Regions from separate parts of the Mus musculus genome. Here region 1 is linked to region 2. Evidence: chromatin contacts called from public Hi-C data. All regions are on one chromosome and are shown on one strand. Each heading gives the region's core, a stretch centred on a gene start, on an enhancer-like site or on the middle of the called end of the contact. The rest is flanking DNA. Distances are from core to core; before and after follow the strand shown. Region 1 overlaps Msrb3 (methionine sulfoxide reductase B3). Region 2 has its middle 4.3 kb from the start of Gm35130.

Region 1 (6,047 bases), core at 3,398-5,897, 140 kb after region 2:
CTTCATGTCAATTCTATCTGATTGCTTGTGAGACTCTGACAAACCTGCAGCTCCCTGGTTTTAATTTTTTTTTTTTAAAGCATGGGTCTTCACTTGAACTTCATAGCCCATAGAGAAAAAAAAAATTAAAACCAGACAGACTCAGTTCAGTTCTACATTTTACACGCAATCAAAATGATTTGTATGCATGTGAGAGCACACACACACACAAACACACACACTTGCAGGCCATATCCTCTCTATCCATCTCTCCTCCCTCAGTTTCCCCTTTGGGGATCACAGTCTGCTTAAGAGATAAGAGGTAACCACCCACTGAAACAAGCCCTCTCTTAGATTATCACGCAAAATTTTATTTAAATACAACTTTGAATATACTTCATTTAGAAAGAAAATGGGTGGCCTAAAAACTCAGCTTTTTTTATGTCTCCAAAATTAACTCATGGTGTGCTTCAAACTTGAGTCTCGATTTAAGTACAATGACAAAAACCAAGTGTGCAGCTTCAGCAGGATGAATAGTTAACCAATTAGCCCAGCGGAACCTAAGATGTTCTGGAGAAGAGGATACAATTTAACATTTTTCTTTTTCACACAGAAAACTCAAGAAAAGGCACACGGCTTCTACTGATGTTCGAAGGAGAGAGGGAGCTTGCGTATTTACTCGCTACCTTTGCGTTTCCTGTACCAAATACCAAGTCGGTGCAAGACAAATGTCGATCTGAACTTGGCTTGCTTATTTACTTAAGTCTCCGTCTCAGTGGCTACTGTTGAAAGCTTCCCCCAAGATGTCTTCTAGTTACCTGTGCCCATGTTTCTTAGATCTCGGTTTCAAACATACAGTGATGTTTGCTGAGTGAGTCAGAGTGATAAAAATGATAATAAGGATGGAGTAAGGAAACTGTTCCCTTTGAAAGTACTCGATCCTTCATCACTTCTCTCGAGGTCCGAGTTCAAGTCTTTTCACCAGGACTAGCATAACTGTTCTTAAATGTAAGGTTATGAGGTTGTTGATCCAGCATGGGCCAGAGAGTATCTTATAAAACATTGACTCCTGAAAGAAATGCTAACCTGTTGTTCCCCTTGGAAAGAGAGAGGGGGAATTTCCCATAGTCAAATCAGGTTAGGAGAATCAACCTGATTCCTTCATGTGGTCCATTTCAGAAAGACTCTCATATTACTGTACATTTTAAAATGTGGTACATTATCTATGCTCCACTAGAAAGAGGAAAGAATACTGCCAAACTATCATATGTCCTTATCACAATGTTTGTCTTAAAGATTTATTTATTTTTATTTCATGGATAGCAGTGTTTTGCCTGAAAGTAGGTGTAGCATGCATGTAGTACCAGCAGAGGCCAGAAGAGGGCACTGGATCCCCTGGAACTGGAGTTAGCAGAAAGTTGGGATCTGCCACGAGGATGCTGGGACTCTGACCCAGGTCCTCTGCAAGAGCAGCCAGTGCTCTTAACAGCCGAGCCCCCTCACCAACCCCCATCACTTTGGTTTTTTTTTAAGCTGAATCCTCATTATGAAAATAGTAGAGTGGAAAAAGCTGAGTATTCAAATTTATGAAGACAGTAATATATCGTAGCATCAACTGATAATTTACAGGGTAAATAACAGAACTAATATTCCTCATCTTATAAACTGAAAACTGACAAGCTTCTAGACTAAAACCCCTAAGAAGCAGTTAATGCCTGAAGAAGTTACCTGGTGTGCTCACACGCCTATGTGACAGGAGCCCGGACCTGGAGGTTGTACCCAGCCGTTGACTACGCTCTCCTCAGCGCATGCTCTGTGGTACCTTACTATGCCCCACTACTGCTAACTCACATTCCCCAAGCACACGGTCATCTCCTGCCAGCTCCACGCCCCGCTAGGTACAGCTACCTCGTCCTTGACACCCTTTCCTGTCCTCTGTGAAATCTGGTCCCAGGAAGCCATCCTGCCGTATGGTGCAGAAAGCAGCAAAACATTTCTTACCCTTCTCCTGCCTCTATAGTTAAACGACAAGGGAGTGTCTATGAGGACTCACAAGAGCATCAGTAAAGTACTTCCTTCCAGCGGCCATCTTCCTGAGGCACTGTTCTGAGGCCTAAGGGGTGTTTGTTTGTTTTGTTTTGTTTTTCTTTTTTTCTGTTTTTCTTTTTTCGAGACAGGGTTTCTCTGTGTAGCCCTGGCTGTCCTGGAACTCACTCTGTAGACCAGGCTGGCCTCGAACTCAGAAATCCGCCTGCCTCTGCCTCCCAAGTGCTGGGATTAAAGGCGGGCGCCACCACTGCTTGTTCACCGACATTCACCCGGTCCACAGACATGCATCGGGTGCCCGTGATGTGACAGACGTGGTTCTGGTGTGAATGGAGCAGTGAATCAACCAGTCAAAAATCTCAGCCTTTCTGGTACTTTACAGGATCCAAGCATTTCCTGTAACAAGAAATACTTTGCCTGGCCACCCCATCGTCCTCTCCGGGTTTTAGCCGGCTGCTCCCTGGTTTCTTTTCTCCGCTTTCTTCTCTTGGATAGCAAGAAGTGGAGGTTCTATTTTACAAGGTTTGGGAAATTTTCGGCTAATGTAACACTTGAGAATTCTGTCTAATTGTAAAAGTAATAATAATAATAATAATAAATGTTATATAACTCTTAGTTTACAGTTGAAGACATGGAATAAAAGGTAGAAAAGGATGCTTCCGGGGCCCCACAGCAAACTGGTAATAAAAACAAACCAGTAAGGAATATATAATTTGTTTCTTCATCAATGCCAAAACTATAGTAAAAGGCTCTGAAACTTGAGGTTAAGTTATATAAAATCACATGGGTGATATTAAAATATTAATCAAGTGGAATGAGTCATCCTGAGATAATATGTATTCTGGCAGTAAAATCTTATAAAATTACAACTGTAAAGATATTTACAATGGTAGATTTTCCTGGCTTGCCTAAAATTCAAATAATCTATTGATTTAAAATAATATCCCGTTCTCTGTAATCGCGTGGCTGAATATAAGCATCATAAAGTAGTGTTGAAGGGAGAAGTATTTATCATAAAAGTTAATATGTGTAACTGTGCAAGTATATAATTTATTAATCCACTGTGTACCTAGTAAATACTTTTGAAGCATTTTTAGATAAGTGATACTTGTGTGGGCGTATTAAATACAGATAAAGGGGGAAATTAAGGCATTTCTAACAGATGTTAAGCTTTCCCATAAATAGTTGCTTTCAAATGTGAAGGCACAAAATATCTACATTTGCTTATTTATCATTTTGTCACTCTGTCTCAATAACCTAGCTTAAATAACTTTAAATTAAAATGTATCCAGCAAAAGGAATCATGAAAAGTTTGATTGCTGACTAAACTGTTTCAGTTGAAACTCTAAACTGGGCAAGACTGATGGTGAAAACCCACAGGTGTGATGGGGCGTGTTCTGCAGTTCCCTCTGGCTCGCTGCTTCATCATGCACAGGGGCTGCGGGGAAGATCCTGTCATTCCTCTCTGATCGTTTCCAACATCTCTGTGAGCATGGGTAACTGCAGAACCAGCCTAGCTAAGCAGTGTCTCCACATTCATCTTGTCCTGACTGTTTGTTTGTTTGTTTGTTTTGTTTTGTTTTGTTTTTCGAGACAGGGTTTCTCTGTGTATCCCTGGCTCTCTGTCCTGGAACTCACTCTGTAGACCAGGCTGGCCTCGAACTCAGAAATCCGCCTGCCTCTGCCTCCCGAGTGCTGGGATTAAAGGCGCTGACTTTCTTATCCTATAGAAGTGTTGGAGACAGTAATGTTTTATATCTTTTACACTCATTGTTATGCTTAATGTTCAAGAAGAAATACTGAAATGTGTTTAAGATATTCTCCATGCCTCTCTTGACTATTCTACTGCACTATGGATTTTATAATTATTGATTTGTTTGCCATTTAACAAAGTTTAGTAAGGCATATGCCTGGCACTTTGGATTTATACATATACATTATTTTGTGACAAATCGGCCTTGACAAAATATGCATTCTCCACAAATGATTTTTTAAACAACACCACATATCAAGTTTTCCATATTAATTGAAGCTTTACTATATTATAAAGCTACTAAATCTTGTTTCAAAAATACTCAACTCATTAATCAACTCATTAATAAATATTTAAAATATAATTTTTCTAGTTTCCTAAAATATTCCATTCATGCAAAAACTGATCCATGCTTAACATTCAACATGTTTAACTAATAACATCTCGAGATTCTATAAAAATCCAAAACATGGCAAAACAAAATGTGTAGTTTTCTTTAATTCTTGGGTGGTCCGCTGCAGAAAATTTAGCTGCATATAAAGCTATAAATTACTGCTAAATCAGCTATTTGGTACAAGATAAGTTAATTTACAAAAACTTGTTTTAGTTTGTAGAGAGTCTACATATGAAAGACATTTCCAAGAAACGTCGGAGTAAAGGGGGTTGGAGTCCTATTGAAAACGAAAAAGGTTTCACTCTACGCATATCGTCGGAACACGGTATAGGCAGGGAAAGTGTGGTTCGTAAATCCATATGTTCTTAACTGGATATTCCTTACATACTTTCAGATTTTTACAATGCACCTATGTGTTCAATGCTAACACTGCAGTACAAGCTGTGAAAGAAATGTAAAGCCAGCGCCACCTACTGGAAGGCAGGTGTAGCAACCAGTCAGCTGCTTTCTAATTCTGTTGCAAACTATGCAGAAACTTGTCTCTGTTTTTAAAGTTATCCCTCTTTAAACAAACAAACACACCACTCCTGGCCTGTTAGTGTATATGGCATGTACGAGGCCCCGCATCAAGCCTGAAGAACTGCATGCTCACATGCACACACACACACACACACACGCTCATGCACACACACACATATCACACGTACACATCATACATATCTGTGTTTCTATGTATTCTTCAAAATGTTAGTATAATTAAAAATCTAGGTGAGATGAACTTGTGGAAATGGTGAGCAGAAAAATCAGAACTGTACTAGTGACAGCAACAGAGAACCAAGGGCTACCAAACCCTGGTCCTTTTCACAGTGGTTTCCTGTCTGCCTGAGAACAGGCTCTGAGCTCCTCTCGCAGAGCCCAGGGGTTTTAGAACAAGAACAATAGAAAACGAGAAACTACAAACACATTGTGTCCACAAAACTGTTTGTTTGATTGGTTGATTTGTTTGTTTCCTAGAAGACCATAGGAGGTGGTCCGGATTTTAACAGGCCTATTTTAACAGCACTAACAGAGACTGTGCTGTTCCAGTGGGTAGGCGGGGTGATTTTAAAGTAGATGTAACACCAGTTGCTGCTAATGAACTATTGTCAGTTTTAATTGAAAATGGTGCTTTTTGCTTTACAGAGATGCTGTTGTGTGCATCTGTACTCAATAAAGTACAAACATACTAATTTGCTCCACAGCTGTGACCAGATGAGCCAGAGTTCTTAATTCTCGTAGTAAGTATAAGAACTATGTATGCACCTTCAAACAACTAATAAACCAATGAACTCATACTATTTTAGAGAAAAAGGCAAATAAATTCTAGATGGTACATATGTGTGTGTGCATTTATATGTGTGTATATATATATTTATATATGTGTGTGTATGTATACATATGTGTATATGTGTATATATAGGTGTGTATGTGTATTTGTGTGTGTATATATGTGTGTGTATGTGTATATATATGTATGTATATATGTGAATATGTATATAGTGTGTGTATATATGTGTGTATATGTGTATATGTATACATGTGTGTATGTATATATGTGTGCATATATATTCGTTTAAGAAATACCAACCACCAGACGCTGTGTCACGTTCTAGAGTCGCAAGCCCCTGGTTCACTAGTTCTCCTCTCACAGAGCATGGTCTTTGTATTTCAAACCCCATTTTCGGAATGAGCCCTTGGGAGTTTTCATTTATTCACTAGAACGCTATCTTCCCAAACGACCTAGCAGTCGTGGGCTGGTTTGTTAAACAGGTCGATGAGGTGACTTCAGAGTCTCAACTGCTTCCTGTGTGCATGGTGTGAAGTGTGGCTTATCAC
Region 2 (5,640 bases), core at 902-3,401:
AAAAGCTTAGGGGCCATGGAAGACTAAAAGCTATCCTTTTTTTTTTTTTTTCCCTCTTGATGAAGCTCTAACAAGTTTATTCCAGCCCCTGGGTGGAAAGCGAGGGTGAGAAAGGGCCGAGTCTCTGTGATCATTGTATGTAACTGGAAGATTTGTTTTAGCTCAAACCTTGCAGCCTGGGGCATGCATGCCAGCCTCCCAGAAACGCCTACCCCAGCCCATCCCCATAACAAGCGTCAGTAAAAACAGAACCGAGGATCTAGGTTAGCCCAGAGTTCCCAGCGCTCTGAAACTTCTGTTCCAGGATAAGAACTACAGAAAGATCTCGGAGTCAGTTAGTTGAGCAAATTAACTTTGTGGCTATTTCTGGTGAAAAGAAAAACAAAACAAAACAAAAATCCTTTATCTTAAAAGGCACAGAAGACTACAAGTCCTCCTCACTTTACCCTCCTATCCCTTCATACCTGACAGGCGGCAATTTTGTTTGCATTAAAATGGCATCTTCCAAGAGGACCTATGAACCTGAAACAAATGTTGTTTAATTTGCCATTCATTAGGGGTGTATTGGGATTGATTTATTGCACCCTTATGACCCTACGTCTTTGGAACAGCATTCCTGCACGATTAAACTGGGAAAGGGTTCAGGCAGGAGTTGCAGGGATCAGCAAAGGAGGCTATGGTGATGCTGAGAATTGCTGTGTATCTGTAACCCAAAGAGAACACAGAACAGTTGAGCTTTGAAGGCATGTGAGCCAGACAAGAGTGTGTAAGTCTTTTGACCCAGGTTTGCCAAGTCTCTCCTAAGGGATGTGGCCCTCACAAGCCACTGTGATCCAGCTTGTAGATTGTTGAGTTCTCTCTCTCTCTCTCTCTCTCTCTCTCTCTCTCTCTCTCTCTCTCTCTCTCCCCTCCCCTCCCCTCCCCTCCCCTCCCCCATCCCTGCCCCCAGGAACCCTGCTCTTTCTGCTAACTATACCACAGCCAGAGAAACATGGAGGTAGATACTGATTAGAGATGTGCGCTAGAGAGAAAAATATGCCTCCTGGCAGAATCAGAAAATGGTCAAATTAAACAAAACAAAGCCAAAAAAAAAAAAACCAAAAAAAACCAAACCAAACAAAACAAACAAACAAACAAGCAAAAACAAATTGCCAAACGAAAAAAAAAAATTGCCGAACGCTGAGAATTGAGGCAACAGCAATTCCCGCCGGGCACTGGGATCCATTCTCTGTCTTGTGCGAGGCACAAGTCTAATTACAGCTCTTATGAGGAAAGATGACAGTGTTTTATTTTATCTTATTTTGTTTTGTTCTTTATGTGTAAACAAACCAGTCAAGGGCTGGTAAGCCTCAGCCAGCTGGCATTTATTTGTTTTTATCTCCTACTGTGATTCACCTTGTTTTAATTGACTTCCAAGAAAACATTCGGGGATAGGGAGTGGGGGGGGGCACTTCGTGGTTGTGGCTGTAGCTAAATACACACGTTTACCTGAAGCCGGAGTCAGGGAGGGAGGACACAGTGCCTTCAATTCCCTACCCAACTTCCTTCCAATCCTATCACCTTAGGCTATCCTGCCAGAGTCCGTGGGGCTGGCTTGGAGAGAACTTGGGGTTACGATGGAAGACCTTGTGCGCCTGCGCCTTCTGTGAGCGCTAAAATGCTGGGTCTCCCTGGGAGCAGCTATCCCCGGGTCTGACAGCTCCTACCCAGAGTCCTCTCAGACTCCCACCCCAAACTGGCATTTGTCGGGTGTCTAGCAAGTATCCTGGCTTTGGTTTTCCCATTGAAACCCAACGGCTATATAAGTGAAGAGGAATGTGGAGGCGGGGGCAGAGGAGGTCTGCAAGGTGATCGTATTCTGTCGTTTGGGGGGACGTTAGGAAGTCCCTTTTCAAATTTTCTCCCCACAGAGGCTGGGCATCCTACCACTTGTGAGGGAACTGGCTTCCCTAAGAATGTTAGGATTATTAACATAGCTTAGGAAATGAGTCCCTAGAGGTTCACCATGGGCTTGATCGCACAGAATGGCTGCTGTGAGAGGCAGCCTGCTTGCGAATCAAGGGCTGGAGATGCTCTAGAGGATAACGTGCTGTCTCTCCCTAAAGAATCTGGAGTGTGCTTCCCGGAGTGAGCAGCAGGAAGTCTGACTGACCTACATGAAGCATCCAAACAGAGTTAATGATTCATTCAACTGCTCTCTCAGACGTTCACTAGCCAGAGGTCTGAAACTTAATTTTTTTTTTTTAATAGAAACTGACACCTGCGGTTTAAGAATTCCCTTATAGCCTTTGGGATAAAAAATCTTGGCTTCCCATTTTAATTCAAAGACAAGGTGAGAGGCTTTCCTTGTAAGAGGAGCCAGCAAGGAACACTCTCTGGCTCCTTCTGTTAGGGGGCCTTGCCCTCCTCCCAAGCTCTGCGGCCTGGGTACCTTTGATGTCCAGGCTGCCTCCGACCTCATCTCAGCAGGATGCTCTCCTTGATCCCTTCCAACCTCCCCACCCAAGGTCCTCCTGAGTGTGGGAAAGTGGGTGGAGCAGAGTAGCGCATCTGAGGTCTCTCAGCCTGCAGGGCTTTCGGAGTGAGGGGCCAGGTCAGCAGGAAGGTGCAAAAGGATGGAGTGGAGACGGAAAGACAGAAAAGATGGAATGGACAGAGCCAAGGGCCCAGCCAGAGCTTCCCACGGCACTCACCACAAGGTACTGGCTGTATTTGGTGTGGTCTCCGACCCCCAGTTCCATCCCATTTACAACTGCTTAAACAGCCCTGTATCCAACCAGCTCATGACAGCTGTTTTGACCTGTGGAGACGACTCTGGATGGTGATGGATAGGCGGATAGACTTGCTGGGTATGGCTGCATATGCAGCCAACTGCCCACTCCGATTTAAGCTTTATCCTTCTACCGTTCCTGGTGTAATCCCCACACTCTGCCACCCCTCGAGCCTTCTTGTCTTTATAATCTCTGTCTTGTTTGTTCTATGCCATTCAAGGAGCTACAACACCTTTGGCTTCCTAATGCTCTTTCCACATCCAAACTTCATCCTCTCTCTGCCATTGGCTTTGAAGATGTCCTCATCTCTCTGGTAAATAGTACTACATGTACAGCCCCCCACTCCACCCCACCCCCGGCTTTCTGGATTTCAGCAGAATTAACCTGAAAGTTTATCTTAAACGAAAACAATTAACTAGTACTCAGTGAATGGTGGCTCTGAGAATTGATAATCAATACGTATTCTATAATGTCCTTTGGTTGGTATGTTTCTTCTGTAAGTGACAGGCAAGTGTGAAGGGGCTAAAATAATGGAGGTGCCAAAAGGCATCATTTTCTTTAAAAGGTAGTTACTGAGTCTGCCTAGTTTTGTGTCAGCCACTTCATTGAGAGCCTTAGAGCCTGGGCTGTTCACTAAAGTTCCCAGATGTTTGCTTTGACTTTCTAAAGAGGACAGTAAAGACTGGGCACATGGCATGAGTGGATCACAAGACACTGCCAGTTTCAACAGGGGATGGAGCTGGGAAAGGTGGTGATCTTTCTAACAGTTTCCAAAGTGCCGAGAAAAAGCCATGGGAAGAACAGAAGAGCTACAGAGATTTTTCAGAAAGGTGTGTGGAATAGGAAGGAGCCTGAGGGAAGAGCAGGAAGTCTGGAGCTTGGGGTCTCAGAAACCATCTCTACACTCATGGGCCCTGAGGGAAATGCCACCTGCCCAGCCCACGTGAAAATTCCACACGGAAGGCCTTTGCTTCTGAGTTAGCTCTGAGGCCTGGCGCATCGTTGTGACTCTGAAAGCACACCATAAGCTTTTGGCATAAAGTCAACCTTTACTTCCCCGAGCAGAAGGTTCCTTAGTGCAATGTGACGAGACAGAACCACTTAGCATGCCACTTTTGCCAGATCTTTCCACTTTAAAGTGCAAGTTTGGAATGCTGTTCTTAGCTCTACCACTGCGCTATCATGGGACAGTGACCGCGCCCCACATCAGGTTCCCTATTGCTGGTGACAAAACTAGAGAGAGAAATCTTTAGCACCCAGTAAAACCATGACTGCTCCAAATAGTTCATAATGATTTTTTTTTCTGGGAAAAATAACTTTCAACTGAAATAGCATAAAAAAGCAATGGGAAAATGCACAGGCATGCGAGAAACCCTGATCTCCACTGTTCCATAACAGCATATCCCATCGCAGAGAAGAAAATAGAAAGAAAAATGTGTCCCTAGAGAGTCAACAGCTCGAGCTTCTCTGCCCCATAGAAATGACTGTTTATGGTATATACCAAAGCACCATATTAGGAGACCACTTTTTTGGTTTTTCTTTGTCTTACTCAACCAATTCCTGGGCAAAGAGATTCAAAATGATTAGAGAACATATTTCCATTGTTCACCAATGTTACTGTATTCTTGTCACACTGCATCCTCTGACACACAGCTGGGTGGCATGGCCCAGGAATCTTGATGGGAAAACAGGAGTGCCTCTGAGATGCACAACACTACCATGTAACACACAACACAACCATCAGGTCAAACATTACCAAGCTCTTATAGTTCTAAAGAAAAGATCAAGCTGCCAAGCTGGGGAAAGAAGCTCTTTGGTGCTGGTCTGATGAGGATGCCGGACAAGGTCATGAGTCCGTGGTCAGGGAGAAGCTTGGTTCAGTATGGTGACTGTCCCAGTGAATGTCTCTGACCAGCAGTGTAGGTTAAAGGAAAGATCTCCGGGAACCTGGGCTCAGAGAGAATTCTCCTTTGCACATCCTTAGCTACATTCCCTCTAGAAAGCTACTCACCTCAGTGTTCTTATAGATACGGAATTCTATAAGAAGAACTCCATAAATATCACATACACATCGTCACTACTTCTATTGACCTGGACTGCCATGACAATGCATTATAGAATGGCTGTCTTAAACAACACATTTGCTTTCTCTAAACCCTGGAATCAAGATCCAGGCCCAACAGGTGAATGGTTTGGTTCTTGAAGATTTCCTTCTAGATATCAGATAGCTGCCTTCTCAGTTGTGTCTTGGTATAAACACTCCATAATCCTTGTGTGGTGTGCAGAGAGATCAAGAGAGAAAGGAAGAGAGGGCAAGGGATGGAAGGAAAGAAGAAAAGAGATGGGGAGGGAAGACTTGTTTCTTTGGTATAGCATTGTGCCTGGGCACTAATCCTATTGCACAAGGGTTCAACCTCTGTGACTTCATTTAATCTCAATTATTTCCTTGAAGTCCACACCCCACACTGGGAACTAAGACCCCGAGTGAATGGATTTTGCAAAGAAAGCTGTTAGTCCATAAAGTCTATAACAATTATTATTATCACTATCCTAAATTATATATCATAAGCTTTGAGTTAGATAAATCCAATGCAGAATTATGAAGGAACAGGAGCATGTGGCCGTTTGAATGAAAGCGGTCCCATAGGCTCGTAGGGAGTGGCACTATTGGGAGGTGTGGCCTCATTGGAGTAGGTGTGGCTTTGTTGGAAGAAGTATGTCGCTAGGGGGTGGGCTCTGAGATCTCAGATGCTCAAGCCAGGCCTACTGTGACGTTTGCTTCCTGTTGCCTGAGGATCCAGGTATAGGACTCTCAACTACCTTTCTAGTACTAAGCTGCCTGGCTACTGCCATGCTTCCCACCATGATG

The links. Hi-C and Micro-C count contacts between places; a contact is called where the count stands out from the background.
Region 1: a contact with region 2 is called in a Hi-C map of tail fibroblasts, with 4 times the contacts expected there. The contact joins two enhancer-like sites. A contact is called at or near these places in 1 of 15 datasets of contacts at CTCF or cohesin (the NIH/3T3 cell line), 32 of 484 Hi-C or Micro-C datasets (3T3-L1-derived adipocytes, the AML12 cell line, the C2C12 cell line and 19 more), 10 of 115 datasets of contacts at active chromatin or transcription factors (acute myeloid leukemia, bone marrow-derived macrophages, a colorectal cancer cell line and 7 more) and 3 of 9 other capture datasets (embryonic stem cells, liver and pancreatic islet).

The regions. Positions count from the first base shown.
Region 1 is chr10:120,860,009-120,866,055 of GRCm38.p6, forward strand. The region is part of intron 2 of Msrb3 (methionine sulfoxide reductase B3); the gene reads right to left. Gm15910 (predicted gene 15910) reads left to right here. Exons shown (of 3, transcript NR_038023.1): 3 at 593-3,320. Among named protein-coding and RNA genes, the nearest start is that of Gm15910, 5.4 kb to the left of the region's middle. Within about 2 kb of position 4,648, at least 11 of the 459 cell types and tissues checked have an H3K27ac peak or open chromatin away from gene starts, as enhancers often do. A contact at or near this core is called in tail fibroblasts, where this site is marked.
Region 2 is chr10:120,720,525-120,726,164 of GRCm38.p6, forward strand. No RefSeq gene overlaps it. Among named protein-coding and RNA genes, the nearest start is that of Gm35130, 4.3 kb to the left of the region's middle. Within about 2 kb of position 2,152, at least 23 of the 459 cell types and tissues checked have an H3K27ac peak or open chromatin away from gene starts, as enhancers often do. A contact at or near this core is called in tail fibroblasts, where this site is marked.